Linked DNA regions of Zea mays: regions 1 and 3 are each linked to region 2. A link is a contact called in public Hi-C data. All regions are on one chromosome and are shown on one strand. The core of a region is the stretch at or near the end of the contact, and the rest is flanking DNA. Distances in the headings are between cores, read along the strand shown. Region 1 holds the start of LOC100193229 (peroxisome assembly factor 1). Region 2 holds the start of LOC100381537 (putative AGC protein kinase family protein). Region 3 holds the start of LOC100275494.

Region 1 (3,803 bases), core at 553-3,052, 620 kb before region 2:
TAGTGGCCCTTGGCCCAGTTGTTGCCGGCGCCGGACTGGAAGACGAAATTGTCGGGGCGGAAGATCTGGCCGAAGGGGCCCGAGCGCACGGAGTCCATGGTGCCGGGCTCGAGGTCCATGAGGAGTTGAGGACGGCGCGTGTGCCAGCAACCGAGCGGGTCCTCCACCATCTCCTGCACCGCGCGCTGCACCACCGATCCAACGGCGTGGCTAGGTGGCGCAACCGTCGATCCGAAGGGGAGCCATGGCCCAGCGAGGAGACAATGTCGGTTGGAGCAGGGCACGGGCGGAGGCGCCAGGGAGCGGGATGCGGTATCCAGGGGCGGCAAGCGCCGCTAGGGTTTCGTGCCCAACAAGGCGGCGGTGATGGCAGGTCCAGCGAGGCGTGGGAACGGAGTCTTGGGGAGGTCCAGAGCGAGGGAGAGGGTGCGCCCGACGGCGGAGGTGGAGGCGGAGGGAGGGAGCGGTTGCCAGCGTGCGGAGGAGAACTGCGAACGGGAGGGGGCAGAGGGAGCTTCGCGTGGACGGGGAAGGGGCAGACGGGAGGCGACGCACGCACGACGGCTGACGGGCGACGCACGCAAAACAACGATGTGGGATGGACGGTGGAGATTGAGGATCGGCAGAACGGCAGAACGTAAGGGAGGCAGACTACTCTTACCTTCTTAATAAGTAGTACATATTTGTCTCATGGTGTTCCAGGGTCCAAGGATAAAGATATTATCAATATTTCTAGAGAAAGAGAAAGTAAAGTCACATCTTCAGTCTATGCAGGCTGTTTATTCAGTTTATTCAGTTTCAGTCAATAAGGCTTAGCTTGTAGTGTGTGTGGTCTGAAGCTTGCATGTGCATGTAGAGACTGTTTCTTCGACTTGTGCAGACTGTGCAGTTTTCAACTTGTTTCTTCAGTTGTTTAAGATTGTGCAGACATGTGCTCGTCTCTACTTTGTCAAAAAAAGATAGCGTTATTCAGACTGCAGTTTTCAGCTTGTTTGTTGATTGGGTTTATTCAGTTTTCAGTTTTGAGATAGCGTTATTCAGTTTTCAGTTTTTAGATAGTGTTATTCAGTTTTCAGTTTTCAGATTATTATGGAATAAACGAACAAATATTTGTTGATTGAGTTTAGGGATTGAATTCCTCAATGGATTGGGTGGAAAGCTTGATTCATCCAAACCATATATGAAAAAAATACAGCCCCATAAAATTCCTATGGTGCCGAACAGGGCCAAGATTCTGTTAAGACTGGGTTGGGAATTTACTTGTGCTATAGGCCCTGTTTGGCACAACTTATTTTCAGCTTATTCACAAATTTAAGCCGAAGTTCTGCCAAACAGATAGCTTCTGCAGCAGCTTATCAGTTCAGCTGCTTCTCCAAATGAACTAAAAGCAATAAGCAGAAGCTGCTTTTTACCAGCTTATCAGATAAGCTGCTTTTTCAACAAGCAGCAGCTGTACCAAACAGGGCCATAATAGCTTCCCCACGTGAGAGATGCCCAAGGAATGTCTTCTTTGTTGAAGAATTTGTAAACATACATGATAGATAAATTAGAATACCATATGTCTCATTATATTTCGTGCCCATGGTCTTATTGGATAATCTTATCAGGGCTAATTTAGAAAATCTATTTTCTCAACGAAATTCTATTTTTCCAAAAAAATTAGTTTATATTTTAAAAAAATAGAAATCACTTGGAAAAAAATATAGTTCTCAAACAGATTCCCTTATGCCCTCAACAGATTCCCTTTTTTCAACAGTTTTTTTTGAGGCAGACAACATGCACCCCCCCACCCCGCACCCAACCCCACAAAAAAAAAGGCCGTGTAAAAAAGGGAAAAAGAAAAAACCAGAGCAACGCAGCCGCAGGCTGGGTGAGCGGCGCGGGTCTTCGTCGGCCGGCCCCTTCACCGGTGGCGAGCATCCACCAGACCACCAGGTACGCCCCCACTCCTTTCGCTTCCCTGTGCGGAACCGAGGCACCCCAAATCTAAATCTACACTTTCCGATTCGCAACCGTTACATGCATATTATACCCAGTAATTACAATTTCACCCCTCCAAACAGTGGATGCGCCCCTGCCCCCCATGCCCCAGGTCGAGTCGGCCACTGCCTCGGAGGCGCCGCCGCCGCAGGACGCATGGCTCGTCGAGCTCGGCAGTCGCCTCCCGCAGTGGGAGTCGCTGCGGGATTCCTCCAAGGTACAGTCTACAGATGCCCCTGTTTTCTCCCATCCTAGGGTTTGTTCTGCTGTATGGTAGCGCTTTGAGATGCCACATAATTTCTAAGTTCTACGTGATGTGAGGTGCTGGAGATGGAGACTCGAAATCCCTCGCAAGCATATGGGATTTTAGTTTCCCCGAGGGCGAGGTCAACTAATTTGATTATTGCTAATTGTCGCTAGATTTTCTGTTCTGGGTATGGTTTTGCTTATGTAGATAGGTATGGAATGTCTCAAGCACTCGGAGGCATTATTTAGTTGTGAATTATGATGGTTGTTAATTCTGGTGTTGCTGCTGGCTCCTGGTTCTTCATTTTACTAACATGAAAAGGCTTAGAGGTTCTTAAGTAAAACAAGTTTTGCGATTGTCTGTCAGAACAGGCAGTGGCGGACCCAGGATTTCTTCAAGTCTAGGCAAATCGAGAACTAGGCAAGACAATGATGCTTGCAGTTGCAGGCCCTGAGAACAAGCATGATGCTTGCAGTTGCAGGCACCTAGCGCACTTAGGGGGTGTTTGGTTCCCAACTACTAAACTTTAGAACTTTTAGTCCCTAAAATAGGCAAATAGCAAACAGGGTGAGTAAAATAGCTCTTCCAAATAGGATTTATAGGGACTATAGTTTAGTCCCTAAAGTTTAGTAGGGTGACTAAAGGAACCAAACACCCCCTTAATTTGGGATGTAATGCCATTTTTTTTCTTACGCAGGTCATTATCCCGATTTCAATATCTAGGGTGAACCAGTTTGATGCTGCAAGGCTAGATGTTGAGATGTCGGCCATGTTGAAAGAGCAGCTAGTCAAAGTGTTCTCTTTGATGAAGGTGCTTGCTTTATTAACTTTGCTGATTTTTGTGTTGTTTGAGGCTTGCATAGAACTTAAGTGTGCTGCTAACTGTTGCTTTCAGTTTTGATGCCTTCTTTTCATATCAGCCAGGACTCTTATTCCAATATGAGCCTGAACTTGATGCTTTCCTTGAGTTCCTCATCTGGAGGTTCTCAATTTGGGCTGACAAGCCTACCCCTGGCAATGCACTGATGAACCTGAGGTACAGAGATGAGCGGGCAGCACCCATCACTGGAAAAGAAGGTATCTCTATCAAAGTTTATTTCAATATTTTTCTGACAGCCACTACCAGGGGGCATAGGAACTAGGATGTGCATCACTGCATTGTTTTTCTTACTGCTGCACACAATTAGAAAGTTACTAGTTTATCTCATAATCTGTTAGTTCGTTATTACTCATGATTAGTTGAGTATCTTTATTATTGTAAAAAAGTTGCATATGTTTAATATTCTTTGTTTATGGATATGCTCCTTAGTATTCATGTCTTCCACCATCTACATAAAAGATAGGACTGTCACAATGTATCCTTTATGTTCAAACAATGAAAATGGCTAACCATCTGCATTCTCTTGTCTAAAGTTTTCTTCATCTATGTCCATCCTCTTATGTTCAAGTGTCTCTTCCCCTCAATATGCACCCTTTTGCTCCCCTTATCATATTTACATGAACACATCAAATTACAGCTTGGTTGGAGCTTTTTTTTTGCATTGCATGCTATAGGCATTCTCATTGCCTTTATAAA
Region 2 (3,977 bases), core at 860-3,359:
CTCTGCAACATAAAACTTAGATTCGTCCTCAGTCAGTGTGTCCTTGCGCATGAGTAAAGTCATCATGTCACCACCAGGAAGGTACTCCATAATGAGGTACAGAAACTCATCATCTTGAAATGAGCAGTACAGCTTAACAATGTAAGGACTATCAACCTCTGCAAGGAGGTCCCTTTCAGCTCTGACATGTTCAACCTAAAAACAATGCATTGGAGAAAATAGAAGTTAGCTCGATAACACAGTACAGTTACTAGAGTTAACATCATGGAATACCTGCCCTCTTCGTAACATTTCGGACTTCTTAAGCTTTTTCATTGCATACACATTGGATGTAGCTTTTTCTCTACAAAGTCTCACCTGCAAAATATTATAATGGGGTAAGCTGCAGGCAGACACAGAAAACAGACATTGTCTCTTTAGAGACCTGCATGTATTTCACAAGAAAACTTTCTCTCGAAGTATTGAGTAAACTGTTGTTCATTACAGAACACGAACACCCAACTATATATTGTATCAAAGAGGATGACTCAAATATTTGTTACCTCCCCAAATGCACCTCTCCCAATAATGGTAAGCAATTCAAAGTCATCAACGCCCATTTTATGCCTTCGTAGGCGCATGTATTCTGTCTCCTTTTTTTCTAAATCTTTCAGGATATTGTTTTGCTCTTCTTCAGATACATCTGCATCTGCTAGTTTCCTCTCCAACATCCAACGCCTAGAATATTGGTTGATATCAACATGGGTTGCAGCAAACTTAGCCAGAACTCAACAATGTATAGCAGAAGCATGATCCCAAAAACAATATACAGCAGCAGTTTAATAAGGCCTACAGAAGTCCTAAAGAAGAAGAGTTGTCAAGTGTAACTTATGGGCAAAAGAGAAATGTGAATAGTCAAGAAAATAAGTCGACCGATCGACCCTGCAAGAGTGTGGTGCTAAGACCCATACGAATACAGATAGAACATCTATATTCATACCAAAGTACAGAAGCAGACTGCAAGGTGTACTTACTTCCATAATCCATAATTCTATATGAAGCTGTATCTGCTAACAGTGCTCATGCAGACTAATGGGGGCACTAAAATAAAGTTGGGGCTAATTTCAGCAGTCAACTGGTTACAATTTATTCCCTTCTCTATGGGCAGATTTTATCCTCATTCTTGACCATATAAGTTGATAATTATGTATGGTATGTTCCACCTTGTTGGGTTAATCTGTTTTCTCATTGCAAAAGAAAATAATGAGACTAAAATGGAGGGACTAATCTTTAGTCCCTGGAACCAAACAGACCCTTAGCAATTTTGTAAGTATTTGCAAACAGATAAAATGTTAATAGGCCTACAGAACCCGGCTCCCCTAAAAATGGCATAGACAAGCTGATAATAGTAAATGATGAATGATCACTTAGCAATTACTAGAAGACCGAGGCCAACTGCCCAGCTCAAAGTTACATCACTTGATAAATATAGCGATTTGCCAGCACTGAGCCCCCTCAAATCACCCAGGCACACGCGCATTGCCATCACACCAGGAAGGAAAGTGGAGTGGAGTGGAGTGGAGTGGAGTGGACTGACCTCTCCTTGCGCTCCTGAAGCGACTTCATCTGCGACTTGTAGTGGTTCTCGATGTACTGCTTCGCCGCCGCCACCTTCTGCTTGGTGGCGCTAGACAGCGCCTCCTCCCCCGCCGCGGCGGCCATCCTCGCGGAGTTGCCGGCGCCACCGTTGGGCGACGCCGGCGCCGGCGTCTTGGCGCCCCGCTCTCTGTCCTTGTCCCGCGGCTGCAGCTTCTGGAGCCAGCTCCGGGCGGAATCCATGGGGCGGGCCCGCGAGTGTCGGCGGCGGCGGGATCGGATCAGCGCCGAGGGGGTGGCATTGGCAGGTGCGGGGATTGAGTTGAGTCAGAAGCTTGGTGTCCCGCCCGCGCCCGCGCGGGATCTCCGGATCTGGTAGTTGCACTAGGGTTCGACGCGGGAGGCACGGGCACGAGCGCCGCCGCGATTTGCTCGGGGTAAACTCGCGCTCCAAGCAAGTGGGCACTGCTGCTGGTGGTGGGCTTCGATTCCGCTTCGATTCGCAGCTGCTGGCTGCTGGCTGGCTGCCTGCCTGCTGCCGACTGCCGTGCTGCGACTGCGAGAGAAGAGAAAATCACGCGCCGTCCACGTTGGCCGAGATAAAATAAGAAAGATTGGGATGCCCAATTATTATTACGACGTGCTGCCTGTTTCTGTTTCGCGTGGCAACTTTCAAAAGACGCGCGAGGGCGCGTGTTTCGTGTTTACGTATAAAAAACCGAATCGTAAGACTCTTAATTTTATATTATAAGATTTAAGGATCGGATCGGATTAGGATCGGATCTTATTTCTATTTATTTTTGAACTAAAATTTATTTAGGGCCCTACTATTTTGTGAAGAACCATTTGGATCGCGATCCATTACCACCCCTACGTAAGAGCATCTCAGACGGATAAAAAAAGTTAGAAAATTAAATTTGTATCAGAAATTCTAAATCTAATCTAAAGTATGATATAAGGATAAGGATAACACTGTGAGCCTTGGCCTTGGACATCATTCTTGCAAGCTACCCTAAGGCCTAATCCAGCCCGGCCTCATCGACAGGGACAAAGGAGCTCGGCTCGGCCCAGTCCATTATCCTACAGCCCAAATACGAAGCGGGTTTAGGCCCGTTAACCCGTTCAGAGCCACTCTTCGCCAGTTCGCCTCGGCAAACAAGGCCCCAAAACCCTACTACTCTGTCGAGCCAGCGCCGTCTCCCTCCCCCACTCCATTCCCACTCGGACTTGGACCCCAAAACCCTAGCGGCTAGCGCCTCCTCGCCGTCACCGCCATGATCACCGGCGGCCAGAGCTACGTCTCGGCGCCGCCGGCCTTCTCGGCCGACGGGCGCCTCCTCCTCGTCTGCTCCGGTCGCGCCGTCTCCGTCTTCAGCACCGCCACCGCCATGCTAGTAAGCCCGGCCCCGTGCGCCGCCGTCTTCGATGAAGGAAATTTGTTGAGGTGCGGGTTGTGACTGTTGTCGGGGGTTTTGGTGTGTCGCAGGTGTCGGAGCTGGAGGGGCACGAGGGGGACGTCACCGCCGTGGTGGTGGTGGCGCCGCCAGCGCAGGCGACCGCGGCGGCCAAGCTTGCGAGCTACTGCTGGACGGCGGGGCTCGACGGGGTGCTCATCTACTGGGACTTCTTGGCCGCGGAGGTGATGCGGAAGGTCCAGGTTGGGCTCCCCGTCCACTCCATGGTAAGCTCAACCTGCTGCCTCCTCGATTTCTGTTGCTCTGGTTATCATTAGTTTGTATTCTGAGCTGAGAAAAATCGAGATTACATGTGCCAATGTGCGTGCTTGTGATTTGATTCCGTGAGTGCAGGTGGTTCCTGACATATATAGGACCTCAAAAGGAGTTGAGGTGTCGAGCCCCTTTGCATTCATCTCTGTGGAGGATACGAGTAAGCTGGCAAGTGAACCAAAAGCGCTGTGTGGGCAGATGAGAGTTTATGACCTGACAAAGGGGCGCCAAGTGGGTGGCCTCCTGGCCGAGGTGAGAAGCTTTATAATAAATCTTTGTCACTCAATATCTGTCAATTTCCACATAATAAATCTTGGTCTTTAATGTACTTTATATTGACGGTTATGCTTGCTGATGCTCTTGGTATTTGAATCGAATATAATAAGTTTTCAAATTTCAATTATAAAGTACAGAATTATGTTGAATATGTGTCACTTCTGTTTTTTAATGTTACAACCTTGCTTCCATGAACTATTTGCTCTGATCTAAACAGACACGTAAACCAGAAAAGATCGTTGCAAGTAGTTCTGGAGAATTCTTGGGCATTACAAATAAAAGAAAGCTCCATATATGGCGCATACCAACAAAAGATTTCAAGCCTGACAAGATAAGGAAGATAAAGCTCCGGCACACCAAACACTTGACCACTCTGGCATTCCATCCAACTGAGAGAAC
Region 3 (3,779 bases), core at 159-2,658, 700 kb before region 2:
ATACTAGGGTTGGTACACCTGATAATTATATCATATCCTAATGTAGCAGTTTAGGTATGATGTGCCTACTGATAAGCATTCCCCTGTAGTGAGTGACACACTGAGGAAATAACTTGGAAGTTTAGATGCACCGGGATTTGATTCACCAAAAAAATAATTAGATCAATAAAAATGTGTACAAAATCATCAGAGAAATGCAAGTCAATGGCATACTAGTTAGCATAAGAATCCACAAATCCTAGCTGCAAAAACAAGCTGAATGAATACCTGGTACTCTTGTAATGGATTCCTTTGTTCTGCAGGCATATACCAAGAGGCATCAAGTACCTAGACAGAAGTGTAAGGTTAACAAATGGTGGATCAGAAGAAAGACACATTTGACAGAACGAGGCGTAACTGGTAACTAAATCCCATCGTTGTAGTTAAATTTGCGAATGTACGTTTTATCGTTTTATTACTGATCATGGTAAGTCTATACCACAGTGTCAAACAAGCCTAAATATTCTGAGCAGCGCTGATTGTGAAGATTAAAAAGTAAGTGAAAGCCCCAGCTTTCCGGTTGAACTGTAGTAGAAGCACATTAACCACTTATTCGAAATTAAGGTGCCTATTTTCTTCTTAGACAGCTTAGGTCCATCTAATGACAAGACTCCGATAGATTATGTCAGATAAGTCTAACTCTAACCATAGAGGTCGTTACTAAGATGGCAATCAATAGCTACTAATACTGTGTTTGACTTGTCAAATTGCAAGTCACGCGTTGTGCAAGTAATAATTCACAGACCAGGCAGAGATCGCCCCAGTCCAGCACTGACTACTACTGAGAGAGAGCTACACGCACCTTGACGTCGGGGTCCTTGAGGTTGGCGTGGAGCCACTCGGCCGACACCACGGGCTCCGTCGGGGGCACTGTGTGGACGCCGGTGGCCTCGGACACCGCGGACGAAGACGACGTGGCGTTGCACCGCGCCGCGATCCCGAACGCGCCCAGCAGTGGCGACGGGCCGCACCGGGGCCCACCGGCGCCCTCCGCCGCGCGCGCCGCCCACCCGACCCGACCCTGCACGCGCGAGAACCGAGGACCACATCAGATTGAGGAGGATCGAGGCGGCGGCAAAGCGGCGGGGGTTTACGACCGCGAGGGGCGTAGCGGCGGTGATGATGATGATGAGTAGTAGTAGGGGAGGAAGGAGGGTTTCCTTGGGGAGGGAGGCCCGAGCGAGGAGGTGGTTCGGCCGGGCCGCGCCGCGCAGCGCCGCGGCGGCAGCGGCGGCGCGGGAGAGGAGGGAGGCCGCCATGGTTGGGTAGGGTTCTGGACGGGGTTCTAGAAGGTTCGTGAAGGAGGAGATGGGTGGGGTTGTTGTCGTGGAGACTGGAGAGGAAGAAGGGAGGTGGATGGGTTTTGATGTCGACGTGGCGATGGCGCTCTGTACAGGTGATTGAATGGAATCCTCGTCAATCCGCGGCTCCGGACTCCGGTGGGCAGCCTCCACCCGGACTTTTTGAAACCACGGGTCGTAATTACCGAATGTTTGTTGTGATTTTCTCGCTTAAGATAAGTTGTACCTTAATTACTTTACTTGAGTCGTAATTACTGAGCAAATTTAAATAAGATGGTCATGATTACAATATTTTTAAACTAATTAATATTAACGATATATTATACATTCATATAGTCTGCCCCAGCCTACTGCTAAATGGTCTTTCTGCAGTTCTTTTACGTGTACAGAACAGATTAACCTTTACCAGTCGAATAAAATGCAAAAACTTACAAACATGTCTAAACTTTCGGGGTCCAACAAACAAACCTGACGGCTGTTTGACCTACTACAGCTATCCATATAAAAACACTAAGGGCTAATTTAGGAACCATATTTTTCCAAGAAATTTTCAATTTTTCTAAGAAAAAATAGTTATTGTTCCTTGGAAAAATAGAAATTCAATGAGAAAAATGGAGTTCCCAAAGTAGCCCTAACGGTACGAATTAAAGTCAACCAAACAGATTCTAAATCATCAGACCAACTCCTAGCCTGCACAAGGGTATGATTAGCCTTGACTTCAATCAGCACCATATGCAATACATGACTTCAATTATTCATTAAACTTCCAACCCCGACGGAGATATTCATATATATTCCTAAACACAAGATCATTCCGAGTTAGGCAAAGTCTTCAGATCAGAAATCAAGTCAAATCTTGAGAGATAGAGAGAATCCTCTGAGAGAACAGCACCGGTTTGGTCAGCTCATCTTCTTCTCTCTCAAAAGCCTCAGCATGAATGAGTGCTGCAACTGCAAGAGGCCGGCTGATCCAGGAAACTTGAGCACATTCTGTAACCTTCCGGCTTCTCTCTGGAGACGTTTGACTAGCACCTTGCCTCCCGTCACCACGTTGACATTTGCGTCATTAATTTGAGTTTTCTCTACCACTGTCTTGGTGGCTTCTAAAATCTGCGTACGAGGACTCTATCGTAGTTAGAGTCGTGTGATTCTATTATTTTTAATGAAACAACTATCAAGTCGTGTTCTCAGTGTTGGATTTATAGGCTAGACCCAATTGACAAATTCAATTAAATCATAGAAAAATCTTAAAAGCCCATGTATAGGTATGACTAGAAAATGATGAAACAATTAGTAGCATATTGCTAGTACAAGTGGAGTGGAACTAGTTTAAATATGGAGGCTACACTCACTCACCAAGTCATGGATGAGAGAAGAGAGTGTGGAGAACCACATGTGCGCGCTCTCGCTCTTCTGGCGGGGGCGGGACGCGGGCGCACGACATGCGCGTGAATGGTCCGTCGAAATCCAGCCCCTCGCCTTACGGGGGTGCGGCTCTCTTGGTTGCTTGGCTGTTAAGTTTAGTTATTGGTTCGCGGACTCGGCCCTATGCCTGGCAGCCAGCGTCAAACCCATCCCAATTTTCGCCTCTACTCACAACTACGTCGCCTTTGTAGTTCTCTTCATCCCGACCGTCGACGTGCATCTGCGTTCGGGAGAGCATGTCTCTGAAACCCTTCACCTTCGAGATCCTGCACCGGGAGAGGGCGAATAAGATTTTTGGGAATCGTCCTCACGCTACTGCTCGCGATCTTGTCGTCGACTGTAACACCCGGACTTTAAGGAACAAAGCCGGGTGCATCTCATATATGCGCCAGAGAAAACAACACATATAATAACAGAGTGCATAGAGATAAATGTCATAAATATCATAAATGTACTTATTACATAGCGGAAGTATTACAAAAATAAATGATAAAATAAAGCGAACTATATATTATTTCCTGGCGCCACAAAGCTGACTAGGAGACGCCACCTAAATCAAGTCGAAAGCCTCAGTGTTAGGCGACTTCTCTTCGACAATCTGTTCTTCTCCTGTGGGGGTGTGAGACAGCAAGATTGAGCTCACACATGTTCATCGCTCAACAAGTTGTAGGGAATAATGTGCATGAACACACCAAAGGTGGGAGTTCATGTGAAGTGTAAGGCAAATTAATGTAATAAAGGCTGAAGCTGAGCATTGCTTTTATAAGTCGGTCAAAATTTTATTAGCATTTACTAAGTATAAGTAAATACCAAACCTTATAAAGAATAAATAAAAGTAATAATAAAATAATCTCAATGCAATGAAATGATAAATTGAGTTTAATTCCATAAATTAATCATGTGAGTGTCCGAGCCGCTCATGACCGTGAGCATGGCTAGTATACCAGTTTTACACTCTGCAGAGGTTGCGTATCTTTACCCCAAGTCGTGTTACCCATTTGCCATGGAGTTGAT

The links. A called contact is a pair of places that touch in the nucleus more often than the background predicts.
Region 1: a Hi-C map of endosperm shows a contact between it and region 2, with 3 times the contacts expected there. The contact joins the promoter of LOC100193229 here to the promoter of LOC100381537 in region 2. A contact is called at or near these places in 2 of 25 Hi-C or Micro-C datasets (endosperm and tassel) and 1 of 3 datasets of contacts at active chromatin or transcription factors (leaf).
Region 3: a contact with region 2 is called in a Hi-C map of ear, with 2.5 times the contacts expected there. The contact joins the promoter of LOC100275494 here to the promoter of LOC100381537 in region 2. A contact is called at or near these places in 2 of 25 Hi-C or Micro-C datasets (ear and leaf mesophyll).

What each region holds. Positions count from the first base shown.
Region 1 is chr1:176,258,228-176,262,030 of Zm-B73-REFERENCE-NAM-5.0, forward strand. LOC100193229 (peroxisome assembly factor 1) reads left to right here and starts at 1,803. Exons shown (of 9, transcript NM_001371637.1): 1 at 1,803-1,935; 2 at 2,064-2,197; 3 at 2,925-3,038; 4 at 3,148-3,304. The coding sequence starts at 2,084.
Region 2 is chr1:176,878,137-176,882,113 of Zm-B73-REFERENCE-NAM-5.0, forward strand. It overlaps LOC100381537 (putative AGC protein kinase family protein), which reads right to left and starts at 2,110. Exons shown (of 14, transcript NM_001174366.1): 1 at 1,577-2,110; 2 at 543-717; 3 at 274-357; 4 at 1-195. The coding sequence starts at 1,818. LOC100383022 (Transducin/WD40 repeat-like superfamily protein) reads left to right here and starts at 2,796. Exons shown (of 16, transcript NM_001329466.1): 1 at 2,796-2,969; 2 at 3,062-3,256; 3 at 3,384-3,554; 4 at 3,796-3,977. The coding sequence starts at 2,850.
Region 3 is chr1:176,183,391-176,187,169 of Zm-B73-REFERENCE-NAM-5.0, forward strand. LOC100275494 reads right to left here and starts at 1,409. Exons shown (of 12, transcript NM_001360671.1): 1 at 1,137-1,409; 2 at 842-1,060; 3 at 268-327. The coding sequence starts at 1,298.